Linked DNA regions of Mus musculus: region 2 is linked to region 1. A link is a contact called in public Hi-C data. All regions are on one chromosome and are shown on one strand. Each heading gives the region's core, a stretch centred on a gene start, on an enhancer-like site or on the middle of the called end of the contact. The rest is flanking DNA. Distances are from core to core; before and after follow the strand shown. Region 1 overlaps Tox (thymocyte selection-associated high mobility group box). Region 2 overlaps Gm33462 (a long non-coding RNA gene).

What was found. A called contact is a pair of places that touch in the nucleus more often than the background predicts.
Region 2: a contact with region 1 is called in a Hi-C map of liver, with 3 times the contacts expected there. The contact joins two enhancer-like sites. A contact is called at or near these places in 1 of 15 datasets of contacts at CTCF or cohesin (pro-B cells), 7 of 484 Hi-C or Micro-C datasets (double positive thymocytes and liver) and 1 of 115 datasets of contacts at active chromatin or transcription factors (liver).

What each region holds. Positions count from the first base shown.
Region 1 is chr4:6,906,555-6,912,566 of GRCm38.p6, forward strand. The region is part of intron 1 of Tox (thymocyte selection-associated high mobility group box); the gene reads right to left. Among named protein-coding and RNA genes, the nearest start is that of Tox, 81 kb to the right of the region's middle. Within about 2 kb of position 2,482, at least 21 of the 459 cell types and tissues checked have an H3K27ac peak or open chromatin away from gene starts, as enhancers often do. A contact at or near this core is called in liver, where this site is marked.
Region 2 is chr4:7,140,842-7,146,853 of GRCm38.p6, forward strand. The region is part of intron 1 of Gm33462 (a long non-coding RNA gene); the gene reads left to right. Among named protein-coding and RNA genes, the nearest start is that of Gm33462, 9.9 kb to the left of the region's middle. Within about 2 kb of position 3,485, at least 23 of the 459 cell types and tissues checked have an H3K27ac peak or open chromatin away from gene starts, as enhancers often do. A contact at or near this core is called in liver, where this site is marked.

The sequences.
Region 1 (6,012 bases), core at 1,232-3,731:
TTATGACTTAGAAACTCCAAGCAAACGAAAACCAGAGCCAAGCTAAAGGTGATCAAGTTTATGAGGTTCATCAGTCACTTCCCAGACTTTAAACATACTGATTTTTGTTTTGACCACCCAGAACTATGCCATTAGTTGGGACAGGATCAATTTAGAAGGTTTGAGAGATGCTAGGTCAGTGTTTATGCACCCCGTTTGCACACTACAATTCTGGAAGACCATTGCTCGACCTCAATTGCAAATAAAGACACGGGGAGGCTATTTCTTGCCAGGTTCTACTAGCAAATAACAATAAGGCCAATATTCAACCCACCCTAAGTTCCCAATTGATGTCTTTGCCTTCACCTCACATCATCTTCATAGGCTTGGATGTGGGCGTGGTAATAGAGTGGCCTTTCTTTAAAGAACTTGTAAAACTCCATAAACCACAGAAATTGTGTTGTCAACTGGTGGTCATACATGATGTCTAAAAGGAAGGTGATCATGAAAACGGAATTTAAAGTCCATGATCCACCATGATTCATAAGGTAGAAACAAACCTAGACGCAGAAAGGCATGGACGAGAAGGAGCCCAAGCAGAGCTTGCCAGCAAAGCTCAGCTTGTGAGCTCTGGAATCAAGACCTTGACTACCCAGTCAGAGGACGAAGACAAGCAAAATGGCTGCAAAAGCACACACTTGTATGGAGACAGCTAAACGTCAACTACCAAGATGAGCTGAGATGCTCCTCAAAGTTACGACAATCTCACAGTGAATGAGACCTTGAATTCGCATTGCTTTCTAGAACTGGAGACCAAACTCAGGGTCTCACACAGGTGAGGTAAGTGTTCTGCCACTGAGCTAAACCCCAAAGCCTCACACTGTGAGCCTCACACTAAACATTCAGCAAAACTGCTCAGAGATTCCAGTCTGCTAAGAAAGCAGACGTCTTTGTAAAACTTCGGAGCCTGTAGCTAACAGAGCTAGTATATGTTTGCTGCATCTTGGATACTGCTGAGGATAACCCACGAGTCTAGTTTACTGGTTAGTGTCATAGTATCCATGCCTGTTGCTGTGGCACATAAACCTAACACTGTCCCCCACACCAATCTTTCATACTCTCAAGAACTGATTAGTTGAAAGGATTATCTTTATTACAAACCATTTTAAAGGTCCTCTCTGATGCTGCTTTGCAATAATCCCCAATTGTGTAACACATACAAACTTTGTGTTGTGTCTCATCAATCCCTTGATCTTACAGTTAGAACAACCCACTTAGAGAAGTAAAGAGTTTTGTTCAAAGTAAGTACCACCATTGCTCTGATGAGAAAACATGTCTCAAGAGTGTCAGGCCATAGCTCTTTCCAGTTTCTAAGGACACTATTGTTTTTTTCATGGTAAGAAATGTTTAGTGGTTACAATGTCATGAGTTGAGATTTAGTTTACAAGGACAGGCTCCTGTGATTCCAATATCCAGGAGATGAAGACTTGATCATGATGAATACAAGGTCAGCTTGGGTTACATTTTGAGCTCAAGGCCAGCCTGAGATATGATATACAGTGAGTCTCTGTTTCAAAAAGCAAGTGCACACAAATGCGCATGAACACACACACACACACACACACACACACACACACACACAGAGAGAGAGAGAGAGAGAGAGAGAGAGAGAGAGAGAGAGAGAGACTGATCTAGTCTTGGAGTTCATTGCTAACTGCTAACCCAACTTAGTGGCTTTGTGAAATAAAATAGATTAGTTTTACTTCTTCAGATCTTGATATTTCCACCTTACAGATAGAAATAACCATACTAATTTTACCACGTAGCAGTATTGCGCCAAATAAATAGATTTTGTCCCTCTGTTGAAGCTTCTTCTGAAAGTGCTTACACCCATTCTGGTTGTTCACTTGAGCTGAAAGTGTAGCTCAAGGGGAAAGCACATGCCTAGCAAACAAAAGGTTTTACGTTCTGATCCCCAGCACAGACTATTTATAAAAGAAAGAAGCCTTGTGCTGGAGAAAAGACACCTCACTGTGAAATCTCTCTGAGTGGCTGCTCTAAGGCCTTTCTCCTGAGTACCTTACGGCAGTTGATTTTAAAATGCATGGAGGTAGGACACACAGCTCTTCCTTTGGATATCCCCAGTTGTTAACACAGAGCCTGGGAAGCATGCAACACGTGCCTGCTGGCGTTGAGAGACAAGGTTGAAAGGCTGATTTTTACTTAGAGTTCAGAAAGGACATGAATTCTGAAGCACCTCAGCTATGCTGAAAAAATATATTTCTAAATGTATCGACAATTTATTAAAAAGTTTATTGATATTTTTGGGAAATCTGGACTTTTTTGGAGGAGGGAGTATCGTTTATTACTCTAACCTGGTTTAGGATGGTAGTCTCCAGAGGCATTGGTCAGCTTGTAGTAAAATGCCCCGTGCCCCTCTCTGCTGCTGCAGTTCTTAGAAGTGAGTATTTGAAAACAGGTTTTCAGGAGCCCACAAACTTGGCAGGCTGTCACACTTCTGTGGTCTATTAATGAATAGCCCAACAGTAGTGGCCAGCAGGGTTCTATAACTTGCTGTTTCTAAATGCACTAGTGTAAGAAACCTCACTAACACAACCAACTGCATAGGCACACGAGGACCAGGGCACCTGCACACTCTCAGTTCTGGCTGCTACTTTCCAAAAACTAATTTATGTGTGTTGATCCCTTAAAAGGGGAAAAAATAAACTTGGAGTCTAGAGAGACAGTAGTGTTACTGTCCCATACAATTAGGAACAGTGTGTCCAAAGATCTACTTTGTTTCAAAAGTAAAAATATAAGTGTGTAAAAATTCCTAAGCTAGTTCAATTTGCCAAAGTGGGCCTGTTCAATAAAATCCTGAAGTGTCTTAAATATTTCTCTCAGAAAAAAAAAAACTAAAAGTAGCTGCTGGGATTTCTTTTGGGCTTCGGAAAGTTTGTCAGCAAGCATAACAAAGAACATTTTAACTTCTGAAATGGCACAAAAACATGGGCTATACTTTATCTTCTTTCTCTGACCCACTTTTTGACAGTCCTTGGATACAAATCTAGGACTCATATATACCACAAACATATTCTATCACTGAATCTTACCTCTTCAGTCTTTTTAAATATTCTTTGATATTAAAGTATTTTTTGAAAAGTTAAGCAATATAATTTTTAGTGCCAACTCAGAAAATTTTAATAAGCCCATAGAGTAAAAACAACCATGAGTCAGACTCAGAAGGCCCAGGCCCTGACTGGATGGCCCTTCATAGCTTACTACGAACTTATCAGTCATAATATATATCTACCAGACTCACATTGTGCCCAAAATGTGAGCTAGGGTTTTGTAAGGATGCCATTTTAATAAGCAATATTCATTATAGTATGTGTGTGTGAGAGAAGATGCTTACGTAGGAAGTGCGCATGCATGTACACACACACACACACACACACACACACACACACACACACACACACATTAAAAAGAAAAGGCAAGAAAGTGCATGCTGCCTGCCCATGCACACACTGCACTCTGATCCTCAGACCATGATTCATTTCTCCCTCTGGTTTTTCTTTAGGTGGGGTCTCCATGTGGTCTCCAGATAGGGCTCGTATTTCCAAGCTCAAGGAATCCTCCTGCCTCAGCTTCTGAAGAGGACAGACTATGGCTCTGTCATATGATGACATACCTCTGAGTCTCGAGCTGACAGATCTTAAAGAACATCTTTTAGATATCAGCAAGTCCAGGACTAGTGAAAAATGTTCTTAGGAACATCAGTTTAACCAATGGATGCAAAACCCCTCACTTCTGGAGGTGTTCCTGAACATGTGCACACTTCACAGCCAAATTCTAGAGATTCTAAAGGGATGGTTTGCAAGCTGATAAGTGAGCTTCTTTCTTTAGTAATCTGGGTTTGGATAAGAAAGCTTACAATATCTAGAATCCACCGTTACTGTCAGCACCATAAACCTGTGACCTTGGATGGTGAGAAACACTATTATCTACCACACTTGCCATTTAAGCAGCAGTCAGGTATCTATCATGCCCAAGACAGAGATTATATCATTTCCCTTCTCAAAGTTTCAAGTTACAAAAAAGAAATATGTTACTCAAATTCCAAGTGAAAACTGTTGACTTCTTCCTGTTTCCTTAAAAGCATCGGCTATTTTGATGTAAATTTTTCATGTGAGCATCCAAAAATTTAATGCAACTACAGAATTCCTATAAAACACAACTAACAAAAAGAAAATAAATATTGTTATGCTTCAAACAAAGGGGAGTATGGGGTGTGATTGGGGGCCAGCCTGGGAGAAGAAAGGGCAGAACACAGAATGCTTTCATGATTAGAAAAGTCTCAGACCAATCCCCTGTTTGCAGCTTTTTTTTTTTTTTTTTTTTTTTTTTTTTTTTTGGTGGTCTCACCAAGAAAGCAAATATGTTTAGAGACAGACTTGGTGTGATGACCCAGCAAAACCACTTCTGGTTTATGACTCAGACATCTTGTCCTAGACCCTTGGATATAATGTTAGTAAAATACTGCATTACATGGGCGGGGGTTCCAAATATCATATATAAATATACACTCTCCGGGAGGAGAAATATCTGTCTTCCTGAGAGATCTTAGAACTACAGAGCATAAAATTATTCTTCTATTGCACTTCAATAAAACACTGCCGACTGTGTGCTGTCCACATTTTTATGCAGTCTATTGTCAACTTTGTTTCTGTAGTAGTCATATAATCTGTATCTTTATGTATCGTGGACAAGTTGGATTTTCTAAAATTTTTCAGTGACCTAAAGATGATTTAAAATATGGGAATATTTAAAACCAGCCATTCTGTTTGGCAGCATCAAGTAACTGTGTTGAGTCTAAGCACCCTTTGTAAACCCTCCATGATTTGTTGCATAGACTTATCTTTTCATGTTCCCTCTCATCAGTCAGCCAGTTATGAAGAAATCATCACCTTTGTTCCATCTGATTGTTGTAGACTACACTAAAATCACCTCATCGCTCACAATACACTCATGAGATTAGTCTATTGGTCAGAAGTGCACAGAAGCTATTTCTGGGTAACTTCCATCAGTCTATTTACGCATTACGCACACACATATGATCCTCATCAGGAGATGACTATAGAAGTGTATGCATTTGAATGTGGTAGTGGATCCTGTCTTGCATATCTGTGACCTTGCCCTCTGTTCACATGGCTCTAGTCAGCGAGATGCAGGGGTGCTTCACATTTCACAGCAATCCCATGGGAATTATTAAGCCTCAACTCCCAACTTCACATCTTACAACGCTATGTTCAAAGTGAGACATCTTTAAAATCTTTTGAAGCATGGCTTCATAAATAGATAATATACTTCCCATCAGAACTAACAGTATGGATTTGTATTTGTTACTAGATTTCATTTCTATAAACATCAATGAGCACCCCATAGTAAGATATTCCTTTTCATATTACTAACCAAAATATTTCTGCTTTTGTTATTTTTAAGTCAATTAGGCTTAGTCTATCATTTTTCCATAAAATAGTTTTAAATATGCCTCTAACTATTCTGGATATATATTTCTAATTTTAATATGAAGCTGATAGCTACAATGCAGATTGCAGAACTTAATTTCTCATGGCATAATTCAGGGTTATTTTGTTGTTGTTGTTGTTGTTTTGTTTTTAAAAGGACTTGGAAAATATATTTTGTCTCTTCTTGGGCACAAAATTATGGATTATTTGAAGCAAAATATTTATCAAAGACAATTCAGGCTATTTCAGCAAATGAATAATATTGGGGAGATTGAACATATCCATACATGCATATATATATATATATATATATATATATATATATATATGCTTTTAATATGTATACATAATCTATGAGATTTTTGAAATGATGTCAAATGTGTGCATCAATCTAGAAATGCCATTGGACCAGTCCCTTTGTCTGGTTGCAACAATCCAAACAAAATAGACTAGCCTAAAAGACTCTCACCACAATGATGGCAGCTTTCACAACTTTCCTATG
Region 2 (6,012 bases), core at 2,235-4,734, 240 kb after region 1:
GGGAACACTCCTAATTCTGGGGCATATGGACTCTGAACCAGTCATCTTCTAGAAACAGGCAGAGCTTCCACAGAGGGATTTGGACACGAACCCAGCCACAAAACCTTTGACCTACAATTTGTCGTGACTGCAAGTTGTATATATGTATTATAATATGATAACTTCATACTGTTGGTTACTGAAAACTTTAATTATATCTAATGTTTATACAAGCCAATAACAGATATTGGCTTATATTTTAAATTTCACTTAAGTATAACAAATAGCTTCTTAGAATAATGCCATTCTGCAGTATGACCTTGTCATCGAACAACTAGCCAATAGATGTAAACTATCTACCTGATTTGGGGCACTATCAATCTCAATGTTTCTTTGAATATTCTGCTTTAGAGTGGATTTTATGAAGAATTATTTCTACAGAAATATTCTAATTTGTTACTCCATAGAACTTACATGCTTTAATTAATCTATCCGGCAGCTCAAGGCCTCACTTGTCCTGATGACAACAGATAGGAGAACTAACTTGTTCTCTCTAGATAAGGATCTCCATAGTCACGGAGACTTGGGAAGCACATTTGAAAGGAGATGCAATGCTGTGGGATAAATCTGCATGACACTGCTCATTACTGATACTTTGGTCCTCTCCATCCTTGGAGTTTCATCTTATAATTTCTTGAATTTGTTATCTGAATATTTGTGCTGTTGTGTAAGTGGTTTGTGAAATACAGAGAACATTTACTTCACATTTGACTATTTTATAATAGCTTCTAAATAGGAAAGTTGTGAGAAAATGTTCACATATAATGTGTAGCTATTGAATTTTTTCATAAAAGGCAAGAAGAAGCTAAAAAAAAAAACCTCATTTCACTTAATGTATTTCACAGATTGCCATAGCCTAGGACTCTTTATTATTGGAAAGAAAATACTGCTTTTCTTCAATAGGAAACAAGCATATTTGCATCAGAAGAGAATAGGGAAACTGTAAATAGAAGGTTAACTTTGGGTTTGTATTATGCAAACTGAGCTGTCATAACCTTCAGAGACATTTGGGGAATATTTTCACATAAAAGGTGAGAATCTAACTATTTATTCATTAGGATCTATGATTCACTTCTCAGTTTAAAAAGTATCAACATTTCAAAGTCTTCGGGTCTTGTAGGCAAATTCATCACCTGTCCTGATGACCCTTTCATAACTCTAGCTCATACCTCAGCATTTCTGGAACTCCTTATCTGAATAGCCCAGTCAGTACATCCCTTTGTTATATTTTTCTCTGATGTACTCTGACTCTCCAAATAAGAGTATATACGTTTTTCTATTCTAACAATTTTATTTTATTTTTGTCTAGGGAAATTACCCTTATAAAAGAGATTGTTTTCATCAGTTTCATACATTTCCACAAGTTATTTTGATCATAATCACCCCCATTACCCTGGTTCATCTCCTTTCCCTCTTGGTGAATCTCTTCTCCTTCTGAAACAGGTTCTTCTTCCCATGTCCATGTCTTTCTGTTATGCAGGTCAGATACAGGTAAGTCACTGCCACTGTCTGTTCATGATTGCAATGGTTGCGTCATACCCAAAAGACAGTGTTTATCATCCCTGCCCAGTCTCAGGCTCTTAAAATTGTTCCCTACCCTCTTCCACACAGCTCTCTGGCTCTTGGAAGGGGGTGCTAAAGAGGCCCTATTTAGTCCATTAGTCTCAGCACTCTGCACAGTTATCTGTCTCTGAATCATCTGTCACTCTTTGTAAAAAGAAACTTGTCTGATGAAGACTGAACACAGCACTGGTCTACGGATGTAAACACACATGTCTAGAAGGTGCTTAGATTACATATCCATTAGCAAAACATCAGGAGCAAATTTGCCCCTAGTGCTTGTGACTTCTCCAATCATAAGTTTTTGAGCAAAAATACAGTGCTAGGCATGTATGTTGTTCTACCGAGTGGGGCTCAGATGTAATCATAAAGAGGATAATGATCCTAGTCATGTCACTGTTACCTTGGTGGGCACATCTTGCTGGAATGATTGATAAGAAATTATTCTTTATGTGCACTGTACCGTTCTAACATGAATTCTGCATTTCCATGTTCATTGTCATTTTCCTGGGTGGTCTGTTAATGTGATATGTCATCTAAAACGGCACACGCACTAACAGCTTGGTATCCGGCTAACAGTGGTCTTTGGGGAGGCTCCAGACACTTTAGGAGATAGAGACTCCCGAGGAAGCATGTCACCACAGGCATGCCCTGGGTGCAGCTTGATATTGTTGTAGCTCCTCACTGATCCTTTGTCCCTTCTTTTGCATGCTGGGAAGCCTCTGTCACCATGCATCAATGACTATAACATTCTACCTCTCACAGGCCTAGATTCAACATAGCCAATGGCTGTGAGTGAAATCTCTGAAACCATGACCTAAACATATCTTTCTTCTTTTAAAGTTGTTCTGTCTGATGGTACTTTGTCATGGCAATAAGAAGCCTGACTAAGATGCATGGCTTCCTTTTCTAGCCCAGACTAATTGAGTGTTTTATCTCTTTGACTACCTGTTATTTCTGTTCCCTAATAATTTATTTTCAAAAAATTCCATATTCTAATATCCACTGCTACTCCAGTTGTCCTACTAAGAATTGATAAGGTTATACTGATTAACAAATCTCTTACCAGCCCACACTCATTTACTATCTCAAGGCTCTCAACATTGCTAAGAACATTTTTCTCCAGAACCATCCCCAGTGTCCACCAAAAATTCAGTGATTCTCCTGCTTTTTGTTTTTAAGTAAGTAGCTTGATTCTACTTCCTTGGTCTGCTGAGTTCCTTAGCCTCCTGGATCATTTGCTGTGCATGTTGCTGCAGTCGTTCTGTTCCCTGTTAGCCTGCTACTTTCTTTCCTATATTTGAAAAAAAAAAATAATTACTGCAAGAGTTCCTACATTACAGAATGATGGAGAAACCTTCAAATTGGAGAGGGTTTGTATTGACCTTGAAGGCAATGATTAGCCAGGTTTGAAGCCAGGGCTCCACACTCACGTGAGCAGTGTACCTCATTCTATTGCCATAGAACCACTGAGAAGCTGTTTAAGGTCCAAGGCTCACTTTCCCACAGCCTTTTGGGTTTCATTTCTCCCACCAAGTTGTTGATGCAAGACAAGGTACCTTGTGCAACTGGAATTTCAGATGAACAGTGACATATTTTAAGTATTAAAATGCCTTAAATATAAAAGCTACAGTTACATTAAGGAGTACTAATTATCTAACATTCAAAGGTAGTGGGCAGTTCTGCTTGCTAAACTTGGAACGCTGTCTCTAACTTCACCTATGGCTCTTCTGCCCTGTTCTGTTTTTTTTTTTTTTCTTCTCCAATTCGTGCTAGTGAATCCTCTTCCCATTAGCCCCAAAGCATGCTTTGGACTCTGCTCTCCTAGTGCTAGGGACAGGACTGGCTTTCCTCTCTACTTCCTTCCAGTATTCTTGCATATCTCTCAGGCTTTATCCAACTCTAACAACACTTCCTTGTCTTGATTGCTGCCTTTCTGTAGATCAAAGTCTTTGTTCAAACAGTGGATTTCTACTGGTTAAAATTCAACTTGTCCTTTAATGTTTAACTCAACTCTGCCCTACTGGTCTTGTACACATTCCCATCTTCTCTGGTAACCATTTCCCTATTTACTACAGTTTCTTTATCAAAGGATTGATCTGATCAGCAAGGTAATTATTTCCCAACTGGAACCCTATTCCTAATACCTTGCATATTATTCACTGTACAGACAGTTGAGACTTTCTCAATAACACTAAGACTATAACCCATGTTTTCAGTACACCTTCTCTGGTTCCTCATTGGGCCATTGCATCTTCCTAGGCATAGAGTATAACTTTTTATGTATTTAAATTCTAGTTTTCAATCCTTACTTTTCAATGGCAAGGGTCAAGCCTCCTTGATCTTGTTCTCACTTCTGTATGCAAGTCACAATACAACAGTATATAGATTCTTACAGGAGAAATAACCACAATTTCACCATATCTCTGTGGCTTGTTATTGTTTTTGAAGCTGGTTTCAAACTCATAATTCTGTTGGTTCAGCTTCCTAAGTAATAACATTACAGTCAGGTACCATGCCTAAAACTCACCACAATTTGTTTTTATTCCATGAATTGCTTACAAGTATGTTGAGAAATTAGTTTCTGTCAGGTCAAGACAGTTATCTCCAGAGAAAAGCCCATGCTTCCACAGGAATATTTTTTTATGTATATTGTGATGTGAGGAAGATAGTGAACCTCCTTTTTTACGAGTTCCAGTTGAATAAATGGGTAGAATGAGTGGATTTACTTTCCAGGCAATTTCCTTGAAGTAAAGCTAAGCTGGAATTCTATTTTATCTGACAATGATTCTCACGCTAGGGAATGAGGTAAGGATTATGGGTGATTTGGAGAAGTTAGGCATCTGTCCTTAAAGAGATGTTGGTGGAGTTGGAGACACAAATAGTCATGCACAGAGAAAGTGCAGATAATGAAGACTCAAGTATTTATTATGGAGACAAAATGATAGCAGATGCAGGTGCCAAGTGACTAAGGGAGCTAAGAGAGTGGGTAATGGGAGCCGAGTCTTTAAAATGTGACCCTAGGTCCTATTGTAACAGGAGACCTGTTTGGCACTATCTATCCATTGTATGGAATTATTTAAATTTAAGAGGAATCCAGTTACAAGGCATTTTGTAGTAAAAAGCCAGACCCTCAAGAAAATGGCAGATTTCAGACCCAGGTGACTTGAAGACTTGACACATAATTTGAAAATAGTTTTAATAATCACCTCTCCTTTTCCTTAGTCCCAAGGCTGAGTAAATAACAATGCCATCCATAAATATAAATGCCTTTGGTTTTTTAAAAATGATTTTTTAATGCCTTCAGTTGCTACAATGTGCTCACTCTTTGCTGCTTCTTGCTCCCTTCTCTCCTTTGTTTATGATCAGAATGACTTTAGATAAAGAAGGGAGCCAGCCAGAAGCCAGGCTTCTCACATTCATTGGCAGGTGGTCCTCTATGATCTCTGCCAGCTGTAGGTTTTGATCAGAGATCACAAAAAAAAAAAAAAAAAAAAAAATCATGAAAGAGGGGAAGGGTAAGAGAAGAGCTCTTAGCAGAAGCACTTGAGCTCCCCCGACTCCACGACTCAGCCTGTGGGTCCCTTGTCTCTAGGACTTAGTCAGGTTTTAAAACTCAGGGAAAGTGAGCTAAAGAATGGGAAAGCACTGCCTGCCATTTCAACTTTTTTTTTTTTTTTCTAAATTGGTCTCATCAGCAGCAGCTCTAATGTGATGCTGGGAATATGTTTCCTTTTAAGAAACATTTGTTACATGGGGTACTTTGACTTGTGGTTTATCTTAAAGTGAGTCAACCTCCCTGATATCTTAAAAAACACTCTAGTGTTACAGGATTAGCTCTCATCTCCAACCTGAGTGCTCAGCATTAGCTTCCTGTAAATTACTATATAAGCTCAAAGCCATTTAGATCATAGAGCACTTGATTCTTTCCAGGCACAATCAATGGAATGACCTCTCTCTCTCTCTCTCTCTCTCTCTCTCTCTCTCTCTCTCTCTCTCTCTCTCTCTCTCTCCGGAGATAGATAGCATCGAGTTTTGTTCTTTCTACCTGGTATATTAGTGTATATTATTTTATCAATACAATATCAATACAAGTTGTACATTACTGAATATAGGACTTTGGGGGAAAGGATATTTGTTCTGACTACTAGGAAGCCTGTATCATTATTAGACAATTGATTTAGTTGAAAGTTTCAATTGAGTACTTAGCAGATCAGGAAGAGCCTAGGTTCTGAGATTACTCATAAGAGTTTCTTATAAAATGTCTTAGAAGGAAAGAAGAGTTGATTTTCTTTCTTTCCCAACATTTATTAGCGTCATCCAAATTATTTACCTCTGCCCCTGTTTCCATCACTCTTTCCCAATAATCCAAAAGTGAAAGGTCAATAGATCGTGTGTGCTGACCATGAGTTG